Linked DNA regions of Sus scrofa: region 2 is linked to region 1. The links are chromatin contacts, called in public Hi-C maps. All regions are on one chromosome and are shown on one strand. Each heading gives the region's core, a stretch centred on a gene start, on an enhancer-like site or on the middle of the called end of the contact. The rest is flanking DNA. Distances are from core to core; before and after follow the strand shown. Region 1 holds the start of RHBDF2 (inactive rhomboid protein 2). Region 2 overlaps UBE2O ((E3-independent) E2 ubiquitin-conjugating enzyme).

Region 1 (5,233 bases), core at 1,205-3,704:
CCTCGCTCAGCAGGTTAAGGATCCAGTGTTGCCCTGAGCTGTGGTGTAGGTCACAGACGCAGCTCGGATCTGGTGTTGCTGTGGCTGTGGTGTAGGCCAGCAGCAATGGCTCCAATTGGACCCCTAGCCTGGGAACCTCCCTATACCGCAGTGTGGCCCTGAAAAGACAAAAGACAAAAGATAAATAAAAATAAACTTTAGGAGTTCCCGTCGTGGCTCAGTGGTTAACGAATCCGACTAGGAACCATGAGGTTGCGGGTTTGGTCCCTGCCCTTGCTCACTGGGTTAACGATCTGGCGTTGCCGTGAGCTGTGGTGTACGTTGCAGACGCGGCTCGGATCCCGAGTTGCTGGGGCTCTGGCGTAGGCCGGTGGCTACAGCTCCGATTCAACCCCTAGCCTGGGAACCTCCATATGCCGCGGGAGCGGCCCAAGAAATAGCAACAACAACAACGACAAAAGACAAAAAAAAAAAATAAATAAATAAATAAACTTTAGACTGGGTGTGTGTGTGTGAATTATAAAAATAATGCAGGCCCATGGCATGAAATGAAAAGCAAGTCCGTTTTTCCCCTCTTCGTGCTCTCTTCGTGCTCACTCCACAAACATACTTCCAGAGAGGTTTCTGTGGCTCTACCAGCATTTATATATATAATGACCCTTTAACTGTAGGTAAATGCAGTTACACTAAACGTGCCTCTTGCTCCTTGACACTTAACGCATCTAGGCTGTATCCAAATCAGCAGAGAGCGAGTGAGCTCCCCACTGTTCACAGCTGAGTGACATGACTGCAGATTATCCCCTGCTCTGTTTAATGCCCTGCCTGCCGGCTGGACAGGTGCTTGCTGTTGCAGCCAAGCCTGTGATAAGCAGCCCAGCACCTGCACGCTGGGCAGCGTGCCCTGTTTCTTTCTTTTTTTTTTTTTTTTTGTCTTTTTAGGGCCGCACCCGCGGCCTATGGAGGTTCCCAGGCTAGGGGTCGCATCAGGGCTACAGCTGCCGGACTACCCCACAGCCACAGCCACACCAGACCTGGGCCCCATCTGCCACCTACCCCACAGCTCACAGCAACGCTGGATCCTGAATCCAGGGATCGAGGCCGGGGTCGAACCCGCATCCTTATGGATCCTAGTCAGGTTTGTTAACTGCTGAGTCACAAAGGGAACTCCCCAGCGTGCCCTGTTTCTGATGGGACAAATCCATGACATCGGCCGCCACCTGGAATCCCTCCACTCCTCCTGGGGGCTCCTGCAGGACCACTCGCCAGAGTCTACCGTCGGATGGTGACTGAGTTAAGTCCAGCTGCTCGACCTCTCTCTCTCTCTCTGCCTCCTCTGTCTCAGCCCTGCAATGGAGGTGATAGAAAGGGTACCACTTCTGGAGCTGTCTCAAGGGTGGCGTGTGCTAGATAACGTGTTAGACCACAGGGGTCAGGGGAAGGATTCGGGACGGCTTGCTGCCCTTCCTGTCATTGTTCCTTGAGTGCTTCATCTCCCCGGCAGAACACCGGCTCTCCTCGTGGGGCTCTGGTCTTCTCTGTACCCCGCAGCTTCCCAAGATTTGGATGCTGTGGGTGCCAGATACGTGGTCCCCGCTTGTGCTCCTGCCGAGGGATCCTCCAGCTTCGGCCCACCCTCCACTCCCCAAAGCCTTTCTCTGGCTGATCTTCCTTCTCTTTACTCCCCACCCCCACCCCTACCTGCCCTCTCACCCCACCCCCCACCCCTGTCCAGGTTAGTGATAACAGGGGTGCTGGGGGGGTTCCTCAGGAGCTCTGCAAAGGATCAAGGTCTGGACCCACCCTGAGACCAACACCATGGCCAGATTCCTGTCCCCAGGCTTCCAGACCTTGCCCCTCTCCCCGGAGGCTTGAGTATCACATCAACCTCTGGTCCTCCAGGCTGGCGAGGCCTGCTCCAGGGGGAAGGCGAGATGATAAGAGCCGGCCCAGGGCTGAGAAAGGGACATCTGGCCTTGGGAGCTCAGCCCGGATCCCGCCCCCAACACACCCACCCACACAATCGTTTAGTTCATCTAGTCTGAAGGGGGAGGCTAGGCGGGTCCTTGGCCTCCAAGGAGGGAGATGGGTGCCCCCTGCCCCTGGAGGTAGTCAGACCCTGAGCAATCCTGGCACCAGCAGGGGTCAGCCCGGGCCACAGCTACCCAGTGCGTCAGAGTAGATGGGTCTGCACTTGCCTCTGGGAGCGGGGAGGTGCAGGAATTTTTGGCTCAGGCTGCAGGGCAGCTGCTTGAGGGACTCTGCAGGGGTGGGGCCAAGTGGACTGTGCCTGCCCCCACCCCAGGGAAGCAGCAGAGCTAGGGGAGAAATTGCAGCAGAGGAGGGAGATCAAGAGTCAGAGCAGAGCTTCTCTGGGCTGAGAGCAAATAGAGACTGGCTTGGAGGAGACATTGGGGACCTCCTGTGATAACAGTAAGAGCAGTCTGAGTTTCAACGGCAGCTGCTAACAATTAGAAGTGAGTACCCTCTAAGGGGCTTCTTACAAAAGCCCCATGTTTTTTTTTTTTTCCTTTTTCAGCCACGCTGGAGGCATATGGAAGTTCCCCAGCCAGGGTTCCCATACCAGCCACAGCTGCAACCCCCCACTACAGCTGCGGCAACACCTGATCCTTAACCCACTGCCCCACAGTGGAAACTCCTACCTCTATTTTATTTTAGTTTTTATTTTTACAGACTAGGGAAGTTTTCAGGCTAGGCGTCGAATTGGAGCTGCAGCTGCAGACCTACGCCACAGCCACAGCAACACTGGATGGGAGCTGCATCTGGGACTTTTCCTGCAGCTTGGGGCAACGCTGGATCCTTAACCCACTGAGCAAGGCCAGGGATAGAACTGCATCCTCATGGATACTAGTCGGGTTCTTAACCCGCTAAGCCACAACGGGGAACTCCGGAATCTCCAGATCTTGACATCTTTCCTCTGCGTCCGTGGCAGGAATCCATGCGAACCAAGATTCTGCCCCATCAGGAAGGTTCTGCGTCATTGGAGCAGAGGCAGCGCGGGTGTTTTACTGAGTCTGCCCTAAAGAAGATTCCTGTGACTCGTCTAGAGACCCCGCCGTCCACCCAGGCACCCAGCCAGAGCTTCTCCCAGCGGCAAACCCTAGGCACGCTTCTGTCATTGGCACCAGCTCTGGACTTAATGCCGAGGGAGGGTGGGGGCAGGGGAAGTTGAGTAAGACCCGTCCTCAGCCTTGGAAGGCGCCTCCGCCTCGGGAGGATGCGGAGGAGGGCGCGTTGGCGGTAACGGAGAGTCGCGGGCAGGGGCAGAGATGAGAGAAGGCTTCCTGGAGGCAGAAGCTGCAACAGGACTCACAGGCGAGACCTTCCAAATGTGTTTCAAGGAAAGGGTGAGGGCTAAAAGGTCCGGGGGAACAGGCTTGTTTGACCTAAGGATGAAGGCGCTGGAGGGAGGGTATGGGAGATGGCTGTTACTGGAGTGGTTTTTCTAGAGGGTTGACGTGATCGTGGCACTTCGGACCTAGATTTTTCTCTTTGTCGGGGGAGGAGAGGATGGCGCCCGGAAGACGAGCTCCAGCGGAAAATAGGGCTCTGCCCGGGCTGAGACACCACTGGATCCGTCGCTGGGCACCGCTGCCCCAGGAACCGCAGAGCAGGACACTGGCGTCCAGCGCGGACCCGGCCCGGGCCGGCCCGCCCCGCCCCGCCCCCCGGCACCAGGCCCCGCCCCAGGCCCCGCCCCCGCCCCGCCCCCTCCCCCGCCGCCCCGCGCAGGTAGGGAAGAGGCGGAGCGCCGGGGCCCCGCCCCCAGGAGCCACCGCCCAGCCGCTGGCCGGCGCCGCTCGGAGCTGCGTCCTGGGGACTTGGGGCCGCAGGGAGGTGAGCGCGGGGCAGCGGGCGGGGCCGGGCTCGCGGCAGCCGGGCGGCCGGTGCCAGAGGGGCCGCGGGATTGCGCCGGAGCACGCCTTGGGGCGGCGGTGCGCGGCGGCGAGGGGGCCGGCCTGCGGAGTTCTCGGGCCCCACGTGGGCCAAGCCTGGGGCCAGAGGCCAGGGCTGGACTTCAAGGGGCCGCTGGACCGGGTGTGCTGGCTTCTTGTGCTCGGCTGGGACGAGGCGCCTAAGGGGTTCGTGGGCCATGGGTCACCAGAGATGGGGGCATGACAATTGGGCCGAAGTTTAAAGTCCCGGGAGGAAGAGAGGGGACAGCCCTAGGGCCGGACCGCGCCGTCCCGCCTTCGTCCCAGAAGCGCCTGGAATTCATACCTTCTGCTCCCCTCCCCTTTCTCCTGGGTGAGCAGTCGCGGCCGGGGCGGGGTTTTTCGGTTCAGCCTGCCGCCGAGGTGGAAACAGGTGCGGCCGGGGAGGCTTCTTGCCAGGCTGGTCCAGAGCTCAGAAACTGGACCCCAAAGTCCTGATTTTTCGGCAGAGAGGCTTGGGAAGGCTGCCCCGCTCCGGTTCCCCCGGGGCTCTGCGTTAGGTTAGGGAGGGACTCGTCTTTAGGTCGCAGACTCTCTCCACCCCCACCCCCCCACCCCCCGCCAACTCCAGGGCAGAGGGGACCCTAGGTATCAGCCTAACTGGGTGAAAAGCCAAGGGGGAGGGCCTAGAGTTGGAGCCCCTGCGAGGGAATGTCTAAGGAGCGGAGGGATTGCAGGATCGACCCCACATGCGGCAGCTGTTTGCCAAATGGCTAGATTTAAGACCCTGTGTGGGTGGCTTTTGCTGGTCATATAAGGAGCCCAGCGGCTGTGTTATGTCTCTCACTCCCTGTAGGAAAGGCAGAGGGAAGAGTGGAAAGTGAAACTTGTTTTAGAGCAGTAGTCTTCAGCCGGGCATTTTTTTTTCCTGCCAGGGAACATTCAGCAATGTCTGGAGACCTTGTGGTTGTCACAACTCAGGGGAAGGGGCCAGTGTTGTTGCTACTGGCCGCCGGTGCATAGAGGCCAGGGAGGCTGCGAATCATCCTACGGGACGGCCCCCACCGCAAAGAATCCCCCAGCTGTCCATAGTGCCCTGCTGTGGTTGAGGGACCCCGGTGCAGCCCCTGGTCCGTCAAGTTCTGTATTGACTGCCCCACTCCCTGCCTCAGTTTCCCCAGGGGTTAGAGAAGGAACTTGGAGTATAGCCTAAATGAGATACATGGTTCCCAGCTTAAACCACGGGCCCTGCAGGAAGCCGGTCTGGGTGCTGTGGTGGGAGGAGCTGAGACCAAAGGGCTGCGAACTGGGGCCCTCTCACGGCTCTGTCCTGGAGTGCT
Region 2 (5,233 bases), core at 1,746-4,245, 98 kb after region 1:
ACAAAAATAAATAAATAAAAAGGAAAGAAAATACAGGGGCTCAGACAGCTTCAAGGACCCCTGCCGTCTAGAGCTTTGGTCCTGAAAGTGTTGCCCCTGGGACAGTGCCGTTGTTGTGGCCTGAGAGCTCGTTAGCAGCAGGACGGTTCAAACGTGCGTTTTATAGGCTCCGCGGGCATTATTTGTATGCATCTGAGGCCTGGGAGGTGCTGCCCTGGAGCCTTAGGGAGGTGGCGTGTGGACAGCATGGGGTGCAGGTGGGGAGCACCGTCCCCCAGGAGGACCGCTCACAGGGACTTTCCTCCGGCCCCGATCCTGCAGGGCCTCTTCTTCGATGACTCCTACGGCTTCTACCCAGGCCAGGTGCTCATCGGCCCTGCCAAGATCTTCTCCAGCGTCCAGTGGCTCTCGGGGGTCAAGCCGGTGCTCAGCACCAAGAGCAAGTTCCGCGTGGTGGTGGAAGAGGTAGGGCCTGGAGCGCCTCCCAGCCGGAAGTGGCCTGCTCTGAGGACAGAGGGACCCGGGCTGTGGTCAGGGGGGTGACCAGCAGGCCAGTGACCCCCAGCCTGACCCACCTGGGCCGAGCAAGGTGGGAGGGTCTGCTGGGCCCGACTGGTGGCGAGGAGGCCGCGGCGACCCCCTGGGATGGGGCTGCGGGTACAGGCGGAGCCTGCTGGGGGGTCCAGTGGGCCCTGGACGGTGCTTAGAGAGAGAGGGTTAGACCTGGGCCTCTCCCGCCCACCGTCCCCAGGTGCAGGTGGTGGAGCTGAAGGTGACGTGGATTACCAAGAGCTTCTGCCCAGGGGGCACAGACAGCGTCAGCCCCCCGCCCTCTGTCATCACCCAGGAAAACCTAGGCAGGTGAGCGGCTCCAGCAGGCCACCCGCCCCGCGGCGTCCCCTGAGCAAGGCTGCGGGCTGCAGGCCCCAGTGTGGGGGGCCGAGAGCGCCGTGACCCAGCCCCCGCGTCTTCCCGCTTGCAGGGTGAAGCGTCTCGGATGCTTTGACCATGCTCAGCGGCAGCTGGGGGAGCGCTGTCTTTATGTCTTCCCAGCCAAGGTAGAGCCGGCCAGGATTGCCTGTGAATGTCCAGAAAAACACTGCGCCCAGGGGGAGGGCTCTATGGCCAAGAAGGTATGTCCTCGGGGCTGGGGTGTGGCGGGCGTGTGAGGAGCTGGCCCTGAGCCATTCCCACGGCCGGGAAGGTCTGTGCTCTGGGCCTTGGGGGGCAGTGCCGACGACCCTTGCAGGCCAGTTAGGTATGGAGAGCTGTCGCCCCCCGGCCCCCGCTGCCTGGGGCCTGGCCGCGCCGCCCTGCCCTCCGCAGCGCCGCCTCCCCGCTCCGCCCCGCAGGTGAAGCGCCTCTTGAAGAAGCAGGTCGTGAGGATCATGTCGTGCTCCCCGGACACCCCGTGCCCCCGGGACCATTCCGTGGAGGACGCGGCGGGCAAGAAGGGGGGCGCCAAAGCCAAGAGCGAGACGGGGTCCACCAGCCCCGAGGGCACGCCCGGCGGGTCCGCCAGCCCCGAGGAGATGCAGGACGAGGGCCCGGAGGAGGCACAGGAGGCCGGCGAGCAGCTGCCCCCCTTCCTGCTGAAGGAAGCGGGGGACGACAGGCTGCACTCAGCCGAGCAGGACGCGGATGATGAGGCCGCCGACGACACGGATGACACCAGCTCCGTGACCTCCTCCGCCAGCTCCACCACCTCCTCCCAGAGTGGCAGTGGCGCAAGTCGCAAAAAGAGCATACCCTTGTCTATCAAGAACCTAAAGCGGAAGCACAAGCGGAAGAAGAATAAAATCACTCGCGACTTCAAGCCAGGGGACAGGTAAGCTCGGGGCTCCCTCCGTCCCTGCAGAGCGTCCAGCCGGAGACTGGCCCCGGCGCCCATGCCCGCGGGTGCGCATGTGGTCTGCAACCTCTGTAAGGGCTCGGGGTGCCCAGGCAAGGCGGCTTAGGTGCCTGGGGCTGGCGGGGTGGAAAGGCGAGACCTGGCAGTGGGGCAGATGGGCCGGGGGCCGGTCCTGGAGGAGACGCAGGGCGGAGGCACGGCAGGTGAGCCTCCGCTGGCTGGTTTTCTTCCCTCCTGCCTGGGGTCAGGAGCCTCACCAAGCCCACAGGGCGGGGCGGTGGGGAGCGAGGGTTCCTGTCCTTTCCTCTGGGAGGCGTCCCGGTGGCCCGGCTCACTGGGCCCGCGCTGCAGGGTGGCGGTGGAGGTGGTGACCACAATGACCTCGGCGGACGTGATGTGGCAGGACGGCTCTGTGGAGTGCAGCATCCGCTCCAACGACCTCTTCCCCGTGCACCACCTGGACAACAACGAGTTCTGCCCCGGGGACTTCGTGGTGGACAAGCGAGGTAGGGCCAGGCAGAGCCTGGGAGGAAGGGCCAGAGGTCTGGGGTCAGGGAGGCTGCCCCGCAGAAGGCGCGCTCTCGTGAAGACGGGAGAGCCTCCCTGGCCTCCAGTGGCCCAGCCAGGGAACCAGTGGGTTGCACGCCCTGCCGTGGTCGACTGGAGTTGGGGGGGTGCCCATGGCGCCACCAGGGCACCTGAACGAGGCGTGTCCCCTCCTCTGGGTCCCCAGTCCAGAGCTGCCCGGATCCCGCTGTCTATGGCGTGGTGCAGTCCGGGGACCACGTGGGCCGCACCTGCATGGTCAAGTGGTTCAAGCTGCGGCCGAGCGGAGACGACGTGGAGGTGCGTGTGTGCCGCCCCTGCGCTCCGTCAGGGTGGGCTCTGGTGGGCCGCGGGTGGGGCCCCGGGCTCACCGCCGTCCGTCCCGACCCAGCTGATCGGGGAAGAGGAAGACGTGAGCGTCTACGACATCGCTGACCACCCTGACTTTCGGTTCCGCACAACCGACATCGTCATCCGAATTGGCAACACGGAGGATGGAGCACCTCACAAGGAGGATGAGGTACGCCCGCCGCTCGCCCTCGGGTTCCAGCCCGGACTCCTCCTCACTGGCCCGGGTGGCAGCTGCACTACCTGATGGTGCCACCAGGGGGCGTCAGGAGCCCAGGCCTGTGAGTCCTCTGGGCGGCCTGTCCCTAGCACCTTCCCCAGGAGAGTGGCCATCCCAGGTGGGGCTGCCCCTCGGCCTGACCACCTGCACGAGGACTCCCCAGCCTGCCAGGATCAGACCTCGTTCACTTAGCTGCTCCCTGAGCTCCAGAAGTTAGCTATTAGGGAAGCCCCGCTCCTGTCCGAAGTGAGTGAGCACAGGAGAGGCCTGCAGAGGTGGCCTCTGAGCTGGGCCCTGGAGAAGAAGTGGGACACTAGGTGGGGTCAGGCAGAAGCAGGGGAACCAAAGTCCGAACCCCTGGAACCCCATCATGGGGATGTCTGGAAACCCGGAGAGACCAGGATGCCGAGAACAGGAAGGGAGTGAGTGGGGGCTCGGGACAGCCGGCAGTGGGGCTGTTTCAGCCAGAGGGTCCCATGCCCCACTTCCTCACGGGGCCTCTGGCGACCACCCACATCCCTCTGTTCTCTTGGCCTGGCCCCTGCCCCCACCCTCGGAGAGCTGCACCTTTGACCCGGTCCCATTTGCCCTGCAGCCGTCGGTCGGCCAGGTGGCCCGCGTGGACGTCAGCAGCAAGGTGGAGGTGGTGTGGGCTGACAACTCCAAGACCATCATCCTGCCGCAGGTAAGGCCCTGCTCGAAACTGGCAGCTGGGCCGCTGGGCGGGGGTGGGGAGAGTCGCGGGCCTGCCTGGCTGGGCTGTCTTCTTTTGGGTAGGGGGTCTCGGGGAAGCTTGAAGGGAAGAGTGCAGGGTGAGGGAGGAGAACGGAGGGCAGCCCTCAGCTGGCCCGTCAGTCTCAGCCCACCTGGCGGGCTCCCTGGGTTGCCAGGTGTGTGTAGATTTTCACAAAGCTCTCGGCCCTGCCTTGATCCCCGTCTCACTGTGCTAAGAAAACGCAGGTTGCAGAGTTCCCCCTGTGGCACAGCGCGTTAAGCACCTGACTGCAGTGGTGCAGGTCACTGCGGAGGTGTAGCAACAATCCCCAGCCCGGTGCAGTGAGTTTAAAGGATCTGGCGTTGCTGCAGCTGCGGCGTCGTCGGCAGCTGCGGCACAGATTCTGTCCCTGACCCGGGAACAGCTATATGCCGCAGGTGCAGCCATTTAAAAACAAGACAAAACAAAAACACAGGGTGCTTGGAGGAGTTCCCATCATAGCGCAGCAGAAGCGAATCCGACTAGGAACCATGAGGTTGCGGGTTCCATCCCTGGCCTCGCTCAGTGGCTTACGGATCCGGCGTTGCCGTGAGCTGTGGTGTAGATCACAGACGCGGCTCGGATCCCACATGGCCATGGCTGTGGTGCAGGATTCGACCCCTAGCCTGGGAACCTCCGTATGCTGCAGGCGTGGCCCTAAAAAGAAAGAAAGGAAACAGGTTGCTTCCTATAGGGAGCAGAGCCTTCCCACCAGCACCTCGAGGAGTGCGTTCACAGACCAGGGAAGGGCGCAGATGGGTCCTGCGCGGCGGGACTGTTCGGCGCCGTTTCTTTGCCCCTCGTCGGAGCTGATCCTCACACCCCGGCTCACCCCTCCCGGTGCTGGCATGGGGGGGCGGGGGGAATGGCGCACCCCTCATCCAGGAGGCCATTCCGGGGATGGGAACAGGATGCGACACAGCCCAGCAGAGTGAGTGCACTTGGTGGCCAGGAGGCCAGACTAGACTGTCGGCTGGGCCTCGGGTCCTGGGCGGGGCCGGGCAGCGGAGGTGCCTCCCGGGGCCTAGAGACCACCTGGCACAGAGGCCCAACTACAGAGCCAGGGCAGGAAAGGGAGGAAGGGCCGAGGGGCTGCCGAGGGCCGGGGTCCCCAGCAGAGCGCCCCTCTTCCCCCAGCACCTGTACAACATCGAGTCCGAGATCGAGGAGTCAGACTATGACTCGGTCGAAGGCAGCACCAGCGGGGCATCCTCGGATGAGTGGGAGGACGACAGTGACAGCTGGGAGACGGACAATGGGCTGGTGGAGGACGAGCACCCCAAGATAGAGGAGCCCCCCCTCCCAGCCACCGAGCCGCCGGCAGCCCCCGAGGAGGACAAGGGTGTGGTGATCAGCGAGGAGGCCGCCACGGCCGCCATCCAGGGGGCCGTGGCCATGGCCGCCCCTGTGGCCGGGCTGATGGAGAAGGCTGGCAAGGACGGGCCCCCGAAGAGCTTCCGCGAGCTGAAGGAGGCCATCAAGATCCTGGAGAGCCTCAAGAACATGACCGTGG

What was found. Hi-C and Micro-C count contacts between places; a contact is called where the count stands out from the background.
Region 2: a Hi-C map of alveolar macrophages shows a contact between it and region 1, with 1.9 times the contacts expected there. The contact joins the enhancer-like site here to the promoter of RHBDF2 in region 1. A contact is called at or near these places in 4 of 47 Hi-C or Micro-C datasets (alveolar macrophages, blood, liver and 1 more) and 1 of 2 datasets of contacts at active chromatin or transcription factors (alveolar macrophages).

What each region holds. Positions count from the first base shown.
Region 1 is chr12:5,006,080-5,011,312 of Sscrofa11.1, forward strand. RHBDF2 (inactive rhomboid protein 2) reads left to right here and starts at 2,455. Exons shown (of 19, transcript XM_021066584.1): 1 at 2,455-2,474.
Region 2 is chr12:5,103,461-5,108,693 of Sscrofa11.1, forward strand. It overlaps UBE2O ((E3-independent) E2 ubiquitin-conjugating enzyme), which reads left to right. Exons shown (of 18, transcript XM_021066587.1): 6 at 322-465; 7 at 752-861; 8 at 983-1,058; 9 at 1,353-1,828; 10 at 2,204-2,358; 11 at 2,586-2,698; 12 at 2,790-2,918; 13 at 3,562-3,651; 14 at 4,858-5,233. Among named protein-coding and RNA genes, the nearest start is that of SPHK1, 17 kb to the right of the region's middle. Within about 2 kb of position 2,996, at least 1 of the 83 cell types and tissues checked has an H3K27ac peak or open chromatin away from gene starts, as enhancers often do. A contact at or near this core is called in alveolar macrophages, where this site is marked.